2 separate regions of the Arachis hypogaea genome follow, and region 1 is linked to region 2. A link is a contact called in public Hi-C data. All regions are on one chromosome and are shown on one strand. The core of a region is the stretch at or near the end of the contact, and the rest is flanking DNA. Distances in the headings are between cores, read along the strand shown. Region 1 holds the start of LOC140175069 (protein MAIN-LIKE 1-like). Region 2 holds the start of LOC112710507 (protein SLOW WALKER 2).

Evidence for each region. Hi-C and Micro-C count contacts between places; a contact is called where the count stands out from the background.
Region 1: a contact with region 2 is called in a Hi-C map of leaf, with 5 times the contacts expected there. The contact joins the promoter of LOC140175069 here to the promoter of LOC112710507 in region 2. A contact is called at or near these places in 2 of 8 Hi-C or Micro-C datasets (both in leaf).

What each region holds. Positions count from the first base shown.
Region 1 is chr9:15,769,170-15,771,869 of arahy.Tifrunner.gnm2.J5K5, reverse strand. It overlaps LOC140175069 (protein MAIN-LIKE 1-like), which reads left to right and starts at 1,302. Exons shown (of 1, transcript XM_072201978.1): 1 at 1,302-1,877. The coding sequence starts at 1,302. The coding sequence ends at 1,877.
Region 2 is chr9:15,564,342-15,567,041 of arahy.Tifrunner.gnm2.J5K5, reverse strand. LOC112710507 (protein SLOW WALKER 2) reads left to right here and starts at 1,297. Exons shown (of 17, transcript XM_025762754.3): 1 at 1,297-1,708.

The DNA of each region.
Region 1 (2,700 bases), core at 53-2,552, 200 kb before region 2:
TTTTTATGTTGATTTGTTGCTATTTTTTTCTTAGACATTGAATTGTTCGCTTTGAGCATGTTTTGGATTGGAATTGTTCTCTTTCATTTATCGGTGTTCAATATCAAAATTGGAAGAGAAGAAAAAGTCATTGGATGAGAGAGGTGAGTTGGAGGAAGGAAGCGAGACCCGACCTGTGAGCACAAATGCGGTGGATCCGGCATGACGACGGTGAATCGAGGTGAGAGATAGAGCGCTGGAGTTGGGGTATCGATTTGGAAAGTGAGAAAGTGAAAGTGAGAGAGCTGGAGAGGGGTGAGGTGGGTTCAGATAGCCTAGAGAATTTTTTGTCATTTTCAAATAGTTAAATTACACGGTTGGTCCCCATACTTTCACTAAAATTGCAAATTTGTCCCTGTTATCAAACATGTGCAGCTCACATGTTTAAAACAGAGAATATGCTGAGAATATTCTATTAAATCAAATACTTTTTGAATGGTAGGGACTAAATTACAAATTTTAATTCTCTTTAGGGACTCAATTATAAACTTTTAAAGTGTAGGGACTAATTTACAATTTCACTGAAAGTGTAGGGACTAACTGTGTAATTTAACCAAGAACATATTATCAATTATTTGGATCATCCTATTTATGTAAGTTGGTAAATTTTAATTTTTTTCTGTATTTAAAATTTATTTTTTATGTATTTATATTCTTTATGTATATATATTTTGTAATTAGAATATTATTTTGTGTATTTTATAAATATTTTAATAATATAATAATAGCTTTTATAAAATAAACGTTAATAATAATAAGAATATGTGTAATTTTTTAATAATTTTTTTTAATTTTTGTTAGTATGAATATATTCAAGAATAAAAAAATATTTTGACTTTTTAAACATAAATATGTTGCGTATATTAATAAATAAATATTATAATAAATTAAATATGTAAAATGTATAAAATATATATTTTTATTAAAAAATTAAAAAAATAAATAATTTGATAAATAAAGATTATTAAATAATACGTGATAAATGTTATTAAATATTGTTATAGCAAATTTTTTTTCGTAAGGATTAAATATTTTATTTGATAAATAAATAAAGAAATTAATTTTTTAATAAATAAATAAATAAATAGATAAGCTATGTTAAATAATTTAATAAATAAGATATTAAAATAAATATGTGATGAATGTTTATTAAAATATTTATAAGGATTATTATTTAATTAATGTAACATATATCTTTGTTGATGCAGCTTAACAGGAATTTGTTGGTGCGTAAACTGGATCCGCCACAGACGTGAAATCCGATGGTGGAGAACTACTTATGCGCCACGGGATTCTATCACGTCTCTAGAATTGGAGTCATAAGAGGATTTTACCTCATGTTAGCTGCTCTGGTTGAAAGGTGGAGGCCAGAAACCCACACCTTTGTATTGCCGGTCGGTGAGGTTATAGTGACATTAGAGGATGTCGCTCATATATTCGGTCTACCCATTGATGGAGAGCCTGTCAGTGGATGGACAGATAGTAGTGGCGACTTCCTTCAAAGTCAGAGCATAGTGATATTTGGTCGTGAGCCATCAGTCAGTCATTCTTCGAAGTCCTATATAAAGCTGGGTTGGGTTCGACGTATCAGAGACATAGAGCCGTTAGACACTAAGGAGTCCATCAGAAGATACGTCAGATGTCAGATCTTGTGTTTGTTAGAGTCGACCCTATTCACGGACAAGTCAACCGTATATGCCCATGCGAAATATCTACCATTGCTTTGCGATTTCAAGCGGATCCATACTTATAGTTGGGGGCAGCGTGTCTTGCACATCTTTACAGAGCACTATGTCGTGCATCACGATATGATACAAAGGAGTTGGATGGCCCTCTGAACTTGTTGTTTGTTTGGACATGGGAGCGAATGCCGTGTCTTGCTCCCGTACCGAGACAAACCCTTCCACCAGCCGAGATACCAGTTGCCAGGAGGTAATAAGTCTTATTTTAGTCATGTGTTATATTCATGATGCATGTTTGACTTATGGTGAGTTATTTAAATATTTTCAATTAATAATGTTTCAAGTGGAGTCATTCGGAACGGACCACAGCGTGGTTATCGAAGACCGTAGACACATTCAAGCATGATATAGACTACGTGCAGGAGGTAAATAATTATGGTTCTTATCCATTTTTCCAATCATTATTGTTAGGGTTCTAATATACCAATAATACTGTGGCAGTTTGAGTGGCGGCCGTACGACGGATTGATCGTCCCAGACGAGTTGCATCCTCATCTTGAGGTGTGTAACATCGTTGCTCCATTGTTGTCGTTCGAGTGTGTCGAGTGGTACCCTACGGACGAGTGATGCATCAGTTTGGATATATACAACCTCCTCTGCAGGCAGCAAGGGATATTCCACTTGACCAACATTGCATCGTTCTACGCGGAGTGCAGCTTCATGACTGGACAGTTTTGCATGGGCCTTGGATAGCGGAGTGGGCCAACAGGCGACACAGTCGATTGCGAGATCTGCACCCCCTTCCGACCAGGGATTTTTTTCCGACGGTTGAGTACCGGAATTGGTACGTACGCTCCTACGAACATCTGTTGAGATTGACGGGGTACGCTCCTCATCATACATAGGCACCTGCCCTACAGCCACTACCCTTCAGCCACCTCAGCATGCAGTGTTTAAGCCATTTCCTTATTATATACCA
Region 2 (2,700 bases), core at 48-2,547:
ATACATTCTAAAGATTCTAGATATATTCTATATACATTCTATATTCATAGAATTATTATAATATACAAAACATGATAACTTTTATTTCATGTCTTACATTTTATATTCATAGGATTATTCTTATACCTCTTAAACACTTACCGACTTGAGCGTTGGAGTGTTTTTTGCAGGTATCCACCCCTTTGTTCTCTCCCTGACGTATAACTCATCCCGACGAGAAGCTTAAAGACATTCATCGACGGACGAACTATACACTGGCTAACCTCTACAAGAACAGTTTCGAATTACTTTTGTGATAAAAATATTTGAATTTTTTTTTTGTCGTGACGGTTGTGTTTCTATTATGACCTTGTATTATTCCAATTTTAGTTGAAGACAAGCATACTAATAAGTAATAATTGAGAGTCATCATATAATAATTTAGTTAAATAACTTCAAATTATGTAACATTTTTAACTAGTAATTTTTCGTTTAATATCAGAGTTTTGAAAATTGAATTGGACCGGTTGGTTCAGCCGGATTAACTGGAAATCGATCACCAGGCCAGTTCAGTTAGCATCATAAACTGCCTAGTAGGGGTGTATATAAGTAGGGTGAAATCAGATTTGTCCCATCCAGAGCCAATCCTAAATATATATCAGACCTATTTTTTAGATCCTAATTCGATGAAATCTATACACATTCGGAGCACAATTATACGGGATAAAAATCGAACCTTTAATCATAATTTCATGCATCTTTATATCTCTTTCCTAGTTTCATAATTATTTTTATTAAAATTAAATAGATTAGTTAATAATTAATATTACACCATATTTGTTAGAAAACACAAGTTTAAGACAAAACGTATTATCTTTTTGAATGCTAGTATGGGAGAAGTTTTAAATTTCCAACAATTATTTCATATGATAAAATTCATTTAGTAAAAAATATATAAGTTACATACAAATAACACAAAATATTATATATTAGTCTAAAGTCTTATTACTTATACTTCTTAAATATAAAATAATAATTTTGAAATATGTATCCTCGTCGAATCAAACTGTAGGTGATCCGAATTATAGCCCGAACCCAATTGAAGTATTCTTCTAAGTGTTGTTTTTTGTTCTCGGGTCAAACCCGGACCACTTCGGATCCGGGCCAATATATGCAAAAATACTTTAGATTCAAGCCGGATTTTTGAACCAAATCAGATCATGTACACGCAAAAAACCAGTCAAATCGACAATTAACGGGTGAATAGCCAAAACCGGCCAACTTTTTTAAAGGGTTTTTGGTGTAGTATATCCCTCCAAACGGCGCCGTTTTACAGCTTAAGAAAAAAAAAAAGGAAGAAACCCTAAACCCCAACGCAGCCCAGCCCCACTCCTCTCTTCTCTGAAACTGAAAAGTGAAAGTTTAAAATTGAAAGAACAAAGAACCCTAGCCCCCCAGCCCCCAGCCCAGGTCGCCGTTTGTTTGCCGTTTGTTTGCCGTTCACGTTCGCGTTCTTCGCCGTTCACCGTTCGAGTTCGCATTCGTGTTCGTCTGGAAGCCACGTTGCTCTGCTTCAAACACTGCGACCAACCCGCGTGCTCCACCTAGCCGTCGAACTCCTCTCTTTTGTCGCCGCCGTGAGTTCCCTAAACCCGCCACCAGACAATACACTCACACAACACCAATACTCTGCCTCAAACTCTGCAACTTCTGATTTCTATTACAATAAGTAACTATTTGATTTGGTAGTGGTTTGGATTATTTCATAGACTGAATTAAAGTTACAATAGTTATGTTCTCTTCTCTATCACATTGATATTAAGCTTTGAATTCTCTTGTTTTGTTTTTAATTTTACCGCACTCAACATGTTTGATGAAATGTTTTAACCATATTTCTGGTTGGTTTTATACTTTCTAGCTTTTAGAAACTTAGTAAGTTGATTGCATGTGAAATTAGAATAATTGGATCTTAGTAATTAGGAATTTTTAGCTGCACAAATAGCATCTTTGTAGAAAACATATTAGCATGATGATTCCACTTGCATTAGTGTTTCTTTTGGTAAATTTTTAACTGTTATTGTGAATTTGTTAATTTGCTAATTGTTCTTGTGTTGTTGTTCTGTTGTTCTTCTGTTACTTTTAATTTTTTTTTTTGTTGTGATTTTCTGTTCTTGATTTAAGCTGTGATTGAAGGTTCTTTGGTTTTGGTATTCTTCACTTTCCTGTAAGCTTAGCTTTTAATTCTTCAAATCATTGTTTTCAGCAATGGTGATTTTTAGATTTTTTTTTTGGGTTGCTTTGTTTTAAATGTTCCTATTGTTGTTGTGTTTTTGCTGTGATTTAAATGTTCTTTTGATTCTTTTTTTTTTCCGAATTCCCAGTCAGTACTTGGTTGATTGGTTTTGCTCACTGAATGTATTTGATGATAAATTTTAAATTGATAACTCTATTACTGCTTTACTGTCTGTTTCTGTAGTTAAATTTTATTAAAGTTTCTTGAATTTGCACTGCCTATGTTATTGATTCACTGTTCCTTCATTGCTTTTTTTTTGTTGTTAATCATTGTGATGAGCTTTGTTAAAATTGGGTTGAAAACTACTAATCTTTCTTCATTTTTCACTGTTCTAACGTTTGTTCTTATTAAAAGATTTGCAATTGGTGATCTTTTGATTCATTATATGCTTCATGTTTTCATTGTTCTGTTCTTATGAAGAAAAAATT